Regions from separate parts of the Mus musculus genome. Here region 1 is linked to region 2. Evidence: chromatin contacts called from public HiCAR-type data. All regions are on one chromosome and are shown on one strand. The core of a region is the stretch at or near the end of the contact, and the rest is flanking DNA. Distances in the headings are between cores, read along the strand shown. Region 1 holds the start of Fam181a (family with sequence similarity 181, member A). Region 2 holds the start of Golga5 (golgi autoantigen, golgin subfamily a, 5).

Evidence for each region. HiCAR-type assays count read pairs that join an accessible place to other places.
Region 1: a HiCAR-type map of astrocytes shows a contact between it and region 2, with 2.4 times the contacts expected there. The contact joins the promoter of Fam181a here to the promoter of Golga5 in region 2. A contact is called at or near these places in 1 of 484 Hi-C or Micro-C datasets (pro-B cells) and 1 of 115 datasets of contacts at active chromatin or transcription factors (astrocytes).

The regions. Positions count from the first base shown.
Region 1 is chr12:103,310,412-103,316,663 of GRCm38.p6, forward strand. Fam181a (family with sequence similarity 181, member A) reads left to right here and starts at 4,548. Exons shown (of 2, transcript NM_001195726.1): 1 at 4,548-4,659; 2 at 5,361-6,252. The coding sequence starts at 5,427. Gm29508 (predicted gene 29508) reads right to left here and starts at 4,358. Exons shown (of 3, transcript NR_136894.1): 1 at 4,104-4,358; 2 at 2,316-2,533; 3 at 1,957-2,193.
Region 2 is chr12:102,464,172-102,470,398 of GRCm38.p6, forward strand. It overlaps Golga5 (golgi autoantigen, golgin subfamily a, 5), which reads left to right and starts at 4,963. Exons shown (of 13, transcript NM_001199004.1): 1 at 4,963-5,192. It overlaps Gm30198 (a long non-coding RNA gene), which reads left to right. Exons shown (of 3, transcript XR_381856.1): 3 at 2,991-3,705.

The sequences.
Region 1 (6,252 bases), core at 3,298-5,797, 850 kb after region 2:
TCATATCCATGAAATGAAAGCAAAGCAAATCTCAAAAAGCAATTTTGAATACCATTAGATGTATAAGATGTTTACTATGGTTAATACCTGCCTGGGTGTTGGTCGATGTTAGTAAGTGTGTAGTTGGGTGTGGTCACTGAGCCTGTAGTTCCAGTCTTTGAGAGGCAGGGGCATGAGGATCACATGTTTCAGGCCAGCCTGGGCTATTCAGTGAAACTTTATCTCAAAGAAAACAAAAACCTGGTGACTTAAACGGATGCACTCTCCCCCGGGAAGCAAGAGATCTGGGTCCTGCTTAAAGGAATGTGTGCGTGGATAACTCACCACCTTCCTCCAGTGTTCTATTAAAGTCGCTTGATTTAAAAGTGCTTGATTAAAATTGCAGGAGTTGGATTACTAAAACACCAGGATTTGCATCCTGTCACCTCCACAAGGAATCAGGGCCCTGGCACACAGAGGCCATCACCATCCAGCCTCAGGGCAGACATCACTAGCTGATCAAAGCATTCCAAATTCCATGCTGGCCTTGGAATTGTCCCACAAGGCTCTTTGGAGGCATCACCAATCAAATCCGAATTGACAGTTGAGATTAAACTGACTTCTCATTCCTGGCCAGTGCCCTGACTGGATAGGACACAGCACAAGAAGGGCAGGAGAGGACACAGCCAAGGTGAAGTGTCTGTCTGTGGTAGGTCTGAGGGTGAGGGCACACAACAGACCAGGATCCACTGGGGACAGAACTCTGGGGCACATAGCCACAACTACCACACTGCTTGTGCTACACCAGCTCCAATGTACAGAGCAAACTTGATCCAGCTCTGTGGGATAGCAAGGAGAAGGGAAGGTGTTGGCTGCACACCAGGCAGCTCTTCTTTTTGTGGGATTTTAACCGCAGTATGAATCTTGCCAGGGACTGTGACCCCCCCTCCCCCAACCTTAAAGGCAAGGAATCCAAGACACCACTCATTGCCATAAGTCTTCAGAGTCAGTCATTTTGCCAAGTTTCATAGCTCATGCCTCCATGACCTCTGTAGAGCATGGCTATGTCCACCTGCATGCCACCCAACTTAAACTTGACGGCTTCCCCACCATCAGAGAGCAAACGAGGCTTGCTGTGCACGTGCTCACTCCTGTCAAATTCCTTCTGAAAGCCGGCCTTCCTGAGGCCCTGTGCAACGGAGGGAGAATGACTGTGTCATCTCGACCTGGAGCCTGTTATCCTCAGACTCCATCTCTGACCTCTTGCTATACTAGGGATACAGCAAGTGAGGTATCCAGGCTAGGGAATAAGATTATATCCACCCTGATTTGTATCGGGAGAAACCAGAGCATTTGCCAACTAGGGACTCCTAGTTAACACCCTGCCTCTGTTGCTGCAGGGACTGACCATACCAGGCTGTAACTGCCCGTGGTCACCTGAGGTCCCAGCAGTTCTGTGGGCACAGTCATACTGGGGGTCATTGTTAACCATGAAGTTGAGCAGCCAGGGCAGGAAGCACTCATCCCAGCAGCCAAGGGAGCTTACCCCCCCTCTCCCACCCCCCAAAACCTCCCAACCCTACTCAGGCTGATTATGGTTGACACTTGCTGCAGGCTGGACTTTGATAGAAGTGCTGCCGTTACGTAAGGGGTTGTTGCATAAGTCACCCTGTGATGCGTCGTCCCGTATTAACAGAGCTCCTGGCAAGTTGCTGGACCTCAAGTGGCCTTTGCGTGTTCCCCAAGTCAGAGTGATTGGCCGCATTCCTCCCCAGAGCTGGAGAGGTCAGAGTAAGCCAGCCCTCTGGGCAGGTATAGTCCCTGGGGAAATTAGGTCTGATTCCAGTTGACAGCTGTCAGACCGCAGCATATTGGGATGTCATAACCAAAGACTGGGACTCACTGCCAGCAGGAATCTGTCATTCCCTGTCCAGGGACAGTGGCTCTTCATTGGACAGTAATTCTTGCACCTGGGGAACGTTTAGCATACATTTATTTATACTTTTAAGTCAAGTAGGATTTTTCATTGCTGAGATCCGAGGTACAGGTCTCGGGACTGGCAGTGGGGGCTCCGAGGAGGGGAAGGTTGGCTGGTGCCCTGCTCTCCGGTTGACTTAGTCACTCTGCTCAGCTCACTTGCCTTTGGCAGAGCTCGGCAGAGACTCCTACCGGGGTGCAGCCTGGAATCCGCCCCCTGCTTTAAGCGCCATCTTCCTAGGGGGAAACAAGACAATCTCATTGATCCACTTGCAGCAGCTCTAAGGGTCCTTTGCCAAGGAACCCTCTGCTTCCATAGTCCTAGGACAAACCTGCAGCCAAGCCCTCACTGCCCTTACCTTGCTAAAGTTGGACTGCAAGAAAACAGAACCAGTCATTTCCCGTCACCAAGATGCAGGTCTTCGTTGGAATGGACAAAGCAGTTACTTTCAGAGACAAGAGGCCTTCCCCGTGCCAAGCCGACGTAGGACAGAGCACACGAAGGGCTCTGGAGAGTCTAATGTGAGCTGAGCTGGGGCTTCGTCACTGAACTGTCCTATTCCTTTCTACCTCAAGCCTGGAAAGACAGTTTAAGACAGGATTCCCACAGAGCCCACTACCGTGAGAAGCATGGCGAGAATACTACAGTGAGGCGCCTTAAGCGCACAGGCATGCTGCCGTCTCACAGGAAGCTGAATGGCCGACAGCAACACCCCTGGGAGCCATCTTTTTCTAGGAAATAAGGTCCACAGGTCACAGGCCAGGAGCAGACAAGGGCTGGATGTGTGAGGCAATCTCCCAGCATGTATGGGAAGTAAAAGGGGGGTAGTCCAAGACACGTAGAGACACACTACCTCGATGTAGGCAGCCAGGGTTCTGAGAGGCGCTGGCAGGAGCCTAACCTGGTGGCCACAGGACCCCAGAGTATATCTCCAGCAGAGTGTACCAAGAGTTTGGAACATGATGCATGGGACCCTCTCTTACCTGTCAAGATGGGCTGGGGACATGCTGCAGAATTTCCCCTTCCAAAGCCCTGACGATTAAGATAGCAGTGGCATAGCCCACAGTTAATGCAGAGGCTGCTGCAGAGGCCTTCCCCGTGCCAAGCCGACGTAGGACAGAGCACACGAAGGGCTCTGGAGAGTCTAATGTGAGCTGGTTACCAGGACAGGGGTCCTAATGCCAGCAGCACACCCTTGTTTGTTCTGCTCTGGCTCTGCACAGAGAGCATGTGGAGCTCTTGGAGTTAGAGCTGCAGCTCATTAGCCCTGGGCCGTCTCCTCCAGAGGAGGGAACTTAGGGCTACTCTAGACAGGTGCCTCATCCCTACAGCAGATGTCTCTTGGTGCCACTCCTAAGTCAGGGTATGCAACCATGCCTGTGGTATGAAGCTGTGGGCCACTATGCAGTCGGAGACAGAAGAAGATGACAGAAAGACAGGGAAAGGGGAGGAAAGTGGACCTGCGGGGGTCCACTGAGCTGGCTAGCATGGAGACCCTGCCCGGGAGCACTTCCCAGACAGTTCTCCTTCACCGGGCTGCTCTCAGCCTCACCTTCTTTCTGGGCATTTGATGGGCAGGGCCACGGCAGCCTGGGCTCCCTCACTTGCTCCAACTGAGCGGCCCTGCTTGCAGCCCTGCCGGCGTTGGCACGGTGACAGTAGCCAAGTGTGCAAACTTGTGCCATTGTCCCTGGGCCAGGGGGAGCCATGGAGACTAGCTAATATGACACAGGAAAATGTTTGCTGATGGCAATTCTATGGGCTTTGTCCACCTCTTTCTCCATCATGACGACTCGATTTAAGTCCCTAACTGTTTGACTACAAACGCAAGGGGACCGTGCAACGCCACCCTTTTGTCCGGCCGCACTGAATGGGCAATTCAGGCTTTGTGCAGCTCAATTGAGGAAGCAAACATAAAGACAAGATTCCTGAGAGCCTCGGCTCCCTTCCCATGGATATCCCAGCACCCCTCAGCCAGCCCGCCAGGGCTACCTTTCCCCACATCAGTGCACCTCTCAAATCCATCCCAGGGGGACCCTTCAGGAAGGACGGTTGAAAGAGGTGAGAGACACGAGGCCAGAGACAGAGTCAGAGAATGCACACTCAACACTCAAGGGCAGAGGAAAAGCAGCCCACTCCGGCTTACCCCATCCGATTGTCTGTCTGCACTGGAGCATGGCAGCTGGAGACCTGAAGTATCTGGGGAAGGTTGGGTGCCTGTCTCACTGTGCCCAGCCCTCCTTGATCCTGAATACTTTTTGCGCGCACACACACACACACACACACACACACACACACACACACACACCTCAAGAAACCAGGTTACTGAGGTCAAGGGGAGGAGTGGGTATGGAGACTGGAGAAAAGTGGGGCTGAAGGGTAGAAATTTACCGGGAAATGATTGCATTTGGGAGCTGTCTTTTTTTGTGATGGTCCCCATGGTGACAATTTGTGACGGCAAAGAATGTGGGACCGGGGCTCCGCCGCCTGATTGGGATGCTTTGTATCTGGAGAGGCGCTCCTGATTGGCCTGAGGGCCCCCCAGCTCCGGACTTGTCCTCCATTCAGCCCACTCAAGGGCTGTGCACAACTGCTTCTCAGCCTGCACGGAGCTCACTGCACGCCAGCTCGTCAGGCTTGCGGGGGTCTACGGTGGGGAACCTGCCGGCCACGTTGGCGGGGGGCCCTGGCCTTCACCTTCGGTCAGTACGGAGTCCCAAGTGGTTTGGCCTGGCTGGGTGGAGGGCAGGGCGTGAGCGGACTAGAGCCTTGGGGGAGGGGCACAGTACTGTGGGTGGTGGCCGAGGAGGCATGAAATTGCTGCAGATGCTTCTACAGGGGAGTCCCTGCGGCCGGCAGGGATGAGCCTTGAAGGCAGGTCTAGATTAAGTGCTAGACAGAGATCCTGCCTGGCCCTGTGTGAGAGTTGGGGGTGGAGCGTGGGGACTGCGGAGGGGGCGGGGTGGTGGGAGGGGAAGGCCACCACCAAGGAGGGGGAAGGGGGCTTGGCCTTCTTTAGAGGATTTCTTTGGCTTTGAAAATAAAAACTTGAATGGTGAGTCGTGCGCGCTGGCCTTCACGATGTGTGGGAGATGCGACCAACTGGGAATGTAGCCCCAGCAATGCCACTTGTAGCTGGGTGGCTTTGAGCAAGGTGTTTGCAGTTTCTGAGCCTTGACTTCCAGAAGAGGGCAACAGGCCCCAGAAGACTGAATGAGATAGTTGACACCTGTCTCATCTCAGATAGTCAAAAGGTGCTGAATAACGACTCACCAGCCCCATTGTGGATTCTGTTTGGGACAGAAGAATGGAGGATGTGTGCATTGGGTCCTGGTGGCCCTGGGGAAGGCGTAACTGCCCTGGAGAGACTCCTGCTGCCTATTGCATTCATTGTGTTCCCTAGGTCTGCCCTGTGCGCTCCTCCAGAGCCCATGCTCTTCATGGAAAGCCCTGCACAGTTCTCGTGGTGATGGCAGCTGACAGTGACGTGAAGATGCTTCTGAATTTTGTCAACCTGGCGTCCAGTGACATCAAGGCGGCCCTGGACAAGTCCGCACCCTGCCGCCGCTCTGTGGACCATCGCAAGTACCTGCAGAAGCAACTCAAGCGCTTCTCTCAGAAGTACTCGCGGCTCCCTAGGGGCCTGCCTGGCAGGGTGGCAGAGCCCCACCTGCAGAGGGGACCTGAAGAGAGGCCTGGACGGCCACCCCTCCATCCCTGTCCCCAATCCAGCCCCGGTGGGGGTGGGAGCTGCACAGAAAAGGCCCTGGGGACCCCCTTTAGGGAGGAATGCCTTTCTAAGGATCAGGGCTTCCGGGGGCTGAATCCAGAGGCTGCTAGACCCGGCCAGGTTCCCATGAGGAAGAGACAGCTGCCCGCCTCGTTCTGGGAGGAGCCAAGGCCCACTCTCAGCTACCCAATGGGGCTGGAGGTGGGCCTGGCCCCCAGGGAGGCATCTTTGTATGAGAATAAGAAAAACTGCAAGGGTCTGGAGTCCCTGGGGCCCGAGACTGCTCCACTGCCCATGTCCCCAAGGGTACTAGCTGACACGGAACCACTCAAGATGTCTGGGGTATCCTTGGTAGGCAGCCTGGATGCTTGGAGCTACTGCCCTTTCCAGTCCCATGGACAGCCCATCTTCCCGGGTCTCCCAGGGGTCCTGCCTCAGGGCCCAGTACCCAGTCTGGGCCTGTGGAGGAGAAGCCTGGCCTCGCCTGTGGATCTGGCCCACTTCTGCAAGGGTGTGGACACCCCAGGGCCCAAAGTGTACAGACCCGTAGTTCTGAAGCCTATCC
Region 2 (6,227 bases), core at 3,713-6,212:
CCTTATTAGGAGGTCTTACGGTGATTAAGAGAGAAAATATCCAGAGGCATCGGAAGCAGAGAGAAAAGAAAGCAGACTGGACATGGTCAGAGCTAAGAAAGCGAGAGAGCAGGAGGGAAGTGTGGACAAAGGGAGTCAGCAATAGATAGGAATAGAGCAAGAGGGCAGCAAGGATGGGGGTAAGAGAGTGAGAGGGAGGGCATAACATGGGGAGAGGGAGGGGAGAGAGAGAGAAAGAGAGAGAGAGAGAATAGCAAGAGTCAGAGCAGAAATAAAGAAATGTGAACAAGTCACACAGATTACAGGAAGAATGAGAAGCTGGGTGGAGGGAAGGACAGGATGCTCCTGTGGTCTTTTGAGCTGTATCACAGGTACTAGTGATACCGGGGGGAGTCTGGAGGCCAGCATGGGCTTCTGTATGCTGATTGATGCCACAGGTATCTAGAAGTAAGGAGAAAGATTCCTTCCTGGAAGATGGGAACAGGTTTCACAGGTTCCTGAGAAATGCTGGGGGTTTTTTTCTAACAGCCAGAAATCTCTATATAGTCCTGATTGAGCTCACTTCTAGATATATGGTCTACCTAAGACAGAGACAGAGGTTTGGTTCCAACACGCACATCAAAACGGCTCACAAGCATCCTTAACTCTAGTTAGTTCTAATGGATACAGCACCCTCTTCTGGCCTCTGTGGGCACGTGCACACATGTGGTAAACAGACATACACTCTCAGTTACACACATTGCACATTAAAACAAACAAACAAATAAATAAATAATCTATGTTTTTTAAGGTCCAAGTTATAATTCTTTTGGAGTTCGTTGTTTTTTATTCTTTTTAATTTTGTCTTAACCTGGATAAAGGTGCTTTGTCAACCTCAAGATCACAGAAAGATGCTCCTTTCGGTTTATCTGTAGAAGACTTAGAATTTTTAGTTTTCATATTTTGCCATATCATGGCAAGTGGACCGAAAAGGGGGCATAGCTGACACGGGGTCTCTCCGTGTAGCCTTGGCTGTCCTGAAACTCACTCTGTAGTTCAAGGCTGGCCTTGAACTCATTAGCCTTTGCCTTTCAAGAGCTAGAATTAAAGGCATGTGTCACCACTGCCCAGCAAGATCCAACATTTCTTAAGAGATAGGATTGATAGACAACATGCATGTGTGTGTGTGTGTATGTGTGTATGTGTATGTGTGTGTGATCACATGCATGTTATTGCACTCAAGGTAAGGGGACAACTTTTATGAGTTGGTTCTTTCCCTCCACCTTTGTGGCTCCTGAAGATTTAATGCAGGTTTCTAAGATTGGCAACAAGTGTTCTTTAGCCACTGAACCATCTTGTTAGCTCTGGACACCATTTTTGAAGGACATTCTTGTTACTATTTATATGGGTCTTTCTTTCTTTCTTTCTTTCTTCCTTCCTTCCTTCCTTCCTTCCTTCCTTTCTCTCTCTCTCTCTTTCTTTCTTTCTTCCTTCCTTCCTTCCTTCCTTCCTTCCTTTCTCTCTCTCTCTTTCTTTCTTTCTTTCTTTCTTTCTTTCTTTCTTTCTTTCCTCCTCCTCCTCCTTCTCCTCCTCCTCCTCCTTCTTCTTCTTCTTCTTCTTCTTCTTCTTCTTCTTCTTCTTCTTCTTTTTCTTCTTCTTTTGTTTTTTTTTTTGAGACAGGGTTTCTCTGTCCTGAATTCACTCTATAGACCAGGCTGGCCCAGAACTCACAGAGATCCACCTGCCTCTGCTTCCTGAGTGCTGGGATTAAAGGCATGTGCCACCACCACCTCTAGAAATCAAATTTTGGACTATGTCTTTCTGCCCTTCAGTGTTCACATACATTATCCCACTGCTGTAGCCCACCATGTCTGATCAGAAGTCAGCACTCATCTTTCCTCTCCCCTAGGCAATGAGTCACTTTCACTTTTAATATTTTCTTTTTTACAATTAATTGGTTTTTATGTGTATGAGTACTTTGCCAATATGCATGTCCCTACAACACAACCCATGTGTTCCTGGTGCCTTAGATGCCAGAAGAAGGCATCAGATCCCCTAAGCCTGTAGTTACTGTTATGAGCTGTCATGTAGGTGCTGGGAATTGAACCTGCACCCTTTGGAAGAATAACCAGTGCTCTTAACCACTAAGCAATTTCTCCAGCCTCACCTTTATAATTTTTTTCTCCATCTTTCATGTACACAAGTGGAATTCTGTATTTATTTTCTTCAGAGATGACTGGGTTTCTTGGATATACATATTAATGTTTTCATCAAACTTGGGGAGTTTGGGACTATTATTTTCTGTGATATTTTCCTCTCCATCACTCTCTCCTTTTAGATGGGGACATCTTTATTAACTTCTCTGTCCCTTGCTGTGATCAAATAGCTGACAAGAAGCAACTCAAGGGAAGAGTTTATTTTGCTCAACGTTTCATGACCTGTATCCATTTGAGGGGTTCTGTTGCTGTGGTAAACACCACAACCAAAGGCAACTTGGGAGGAAAGTGTTTGTTTCAGCTGACAGGTTACAGTCTCGTGTATCCCAGGCTGGCCTTGAACTTGTCACGTAGCTGAACATGTCTATGATTTCTTATCCTTTGTCCTCAATCTCCCAAGTGGTAGGATTATAGGCATACACCATCAGGCCCAAATTATGCAGTGTTTGTGATCAAACTCAGTGCTTCATACCTATAACTCAAGCACACTATCATCTGAGCTACAGCCCCAGTCCTCAAAATACTTTTTGGCAGCCTGTCCACGGCCAATATTTTCATTGAGGAAGATTTGATTCTGTCTCAACTTCTTACAGCAAGAGAAAAATAACTTGTTTGCATTTACACCTTACTGCATTTTGTGCTTTATCTGTAAAATAGGGTGATGTATTAGGTTTCATTAGTTAGGCTGTGGAAAAGCCAGTCTTAAATCTCACTAGCCCGTAACTGCAAAGAACTATTTCTAACTGACCACATGTTAGATGTGGACTATTTACTGCTTCATTTTCTTCCTTTCAGGACTCAGTCTAGCAGAATAACCCTAGCTTGGAGCTGCTCTCTCTCAAGAAGAAAAAGAACTGGAGGAAACACACCATTGCCTAACTCTGAACGTTTAGGCTTGTATATAGTTAGGCCTGTCTACATTCCAGCAGTGAATGGTAGATCATATGATCAAACTGTCATCAGTGGAGCTGGAAAGGATATCTCCATCTTGGGATGTAGGACAGTCACCTAGCAACCACTGATGATAAATAGCCCTTAACAGGAAGAACAGCTTAGTTAGAATTAGTTGAGAACTGCAATGCCAGTTACCACACAATAAGAGCAAGACACTCCTTACGGCATTGTGAGAATGGAGCCGCTCAAGGATCCTGAAACTGTTCTCCACTTAAGAAGGGCTCTAAGATCACAGCAACAGTGATTTTCGGCTTCTGCTGGGAGTTAGTCTCACTACTGAGTTGGATTAAACCTGACTTAATAGGAAGAAAATGGCTTGTAGTTATTCCCCATATTCAATGCAGAGACAATAAAAATTTGAGTCTAGGGGCACAGACTTTGGAGTGAGATGGACACCTCCCTTTTAAGGACAGATAATATTGGAACCAGATTATTTAACATCTCTGAGTCTTAGTTTCCTCAATGCCCAAACGCACTTACTTGAGAATTTACCATAGGCTTTTCAGTTGGCGAAATTAGCCTGGTCCTGTTTACCCAGTAGATGTAGCCTTCAGTGAATTATTGAACACAGATTTTCTTTTTAAAAACCCATTTCAAAAAGTCTGTGAGCTGTATGCAAAATATAACTATAGCACTATTGAATAATAGTCTCAGTTCAAGTTATCTTTTCTACAAGGAACCCTCACAAACTGACTTATTTTCCTACCTCGGGATACTTCTCCCTGTTTCTCTTGGTTTACAAAAGGCTCTGAACTATTGTTGATTCATTAGTTTAGGCAAAATCCATCTCTGTCACTTGAAAGCAGGTTCTTTTTAAAAAATTGTATTCTTTTATTTTTTTTCTTATACTATTTTATGTATTTACATTCCAAATGTTGCCCCCCTTACTGGTCCCCCCTTCCCGAGTTCTTCACCCCATCCCTTTAAATTGTATTCTTTTTTTCTTTTAAAGATTTATTTCATTTATATGAGTACACTGTAGCTGCCCTCAGGCACACCAGGAGAGGGCACCAGATCCCATCCCATTACAGTTGGTTGTGAGCCATTGACCTCAGGACCTCTGGAAGAGCAAGCAGCCAGTGCTCTTAACCACTGAGCCACCTCTCCAGCCCTTGTATTTTTTTTTTAATTGGATATTTTTTTTGTTTACATTTCAAATGTTATCCCCTTTCCCAGTTTTTTTAAAATTAGGTATTTTTCTCATTTACATTTCCAATGCTATCCCAAAAAGTCCCCCATACCCTCCCACCCACTCCCACTTTTTGGCCCTGGCGTTCCCTTGTACTGGGCATATAAAGTTTGCAAGTCCAATGGGCCTCTCTTTCCAGTGATGGCCGACTAGGCCATCTTTTGATACATATGCAGCTAGAGTCAAGAGCTCCGGGGTACTGTTAGTTCATAATGTTGTTCCACAGCCCTTGTATTTTTAATTTGTGTGTGTGTGTGTGTGTGTGTGTGTGTGTGTGTGTGCTTTGTGAATGAACTCAGAACTCAGAACTCAGGCCGTTAGTCCTGGCTATTTATCTATGTACTCTATTTACTGAACCATCCCACAGGCCCAGGGATTAGACAGTTCCAGTCTCTGCCTCGAAATCCTCACGTGTAAAACTTTTGAAAGGGAGGAGGAGCTCAGAGGCCTGGGCCGGCTCATGCCCCGCCCAGTTTGGCTTGGGCCCGCCCCTGTGGTGCTCGGGACCCTGCCCCCCGTTGTGGGCGTGCTCCGCAATGTTGTGGAGGCCGCGTGCCGGCGGCGTTACGTCACACGCACGCTGGCGCGGCACCCGGTTCGGCGGCAGACGGAAGGGGGCGTGGCCTGGCGCTAGGGCCCCGCGGCCGCCGGCGCCGCCGCCTGAGTGACCTGCTAGGCGGCCGGCGGCGCTCAGCTTCCGGCCACTCAGGCAGCTCGTTGGCCACTCTGTTTTGAGGTCCTCGCCGCCCTTCCACGTCTCCCGGAAGAGCTAGCCGGCAGGTCCGGGAGCAGCGGGCTGCTGTGGCGGCCCGGGCGGGCGACGAGGCCGCGGTGCTGCCGCTCGGCGTCCTCAGGTGAGGCGCGACCAGGCCGCGGGCGGGACGGCTTGGCCTGCGGGACCCGGTCTCCGCCTTTCCCGAGCGCTGTCGTGCTCGTCTTCGCTCAGGGACAAGGAAGGGGATGCCAGAGCCCCGTAGCCTCCGGATACCGAGGCTGACCCGCCCTCCACCCCGACTCTGCTCTGGGGACCCAGTACGATGTGTTCTCGCCTCTCGGGGACCCGTGGTCACACCGCCGGGCCTGACCCCTGACCCCCGCCTCTGTGTGACATCTGACCTTCCCGGTGGCTTTGCACCACGGGAAGTCCCCTCTTGGAGTCTGTCACTGAGATAAGAGCTCAGGTTTAGTGTCTACGATCCACGTGAAAGATATGTTTTAAAGCCCCGTTAACTTTCAGATGGGAGGCAAGACATTAATTGTCTTCAGGCTTTTTTTTATTAGGAGAGCTACTTTTCTCTCGCTCATCACTAATTTTTACATCGAGCTTGTGTAACGTTTTATAAGTCAGAAGGCATGTTACATTCCTTTTTCATTTGGTTTCTCATAAATTGAAATACACACTTAAATGGGTTTCCTAAAGAGTGTGTTGAAACAGTTAACTTCCGACGAGGTTAGAGCGGAGAGGTTAAAAGGTGGGTTTACCTCTAGGTTGACCTAGATTCCAGTGTCTGAGGTGCCATCGAAGTTCCAGGATCTTTCTAAGCCATATCCATCTTTATTTGTTTCTAAAGGACTTTACAGTTTGCCATATAATGTAGCTGAGCATTATGTTACTATATTATTTTTATTATTTTATTTTTATATTATATTATTTTTAGTGATAGTGTTTGCACAACACTTGACATATAAGGATGAATTACTTCAGTAGTGTTTCTAGGAGTGCCTGTGTGTGGGCTAGAATTGGAATTTATCATTGAGCAAACCAGGCATTGTGTGTATCCACCCACTCCCCCTTCCCCAGCAGGGAGAGACATGTTTTAAAACAACAGTTGCAACAACCTGAAGCAGTGTAAGGCAAAAGAAGGGCATGCACACAGAATAAAAAGACC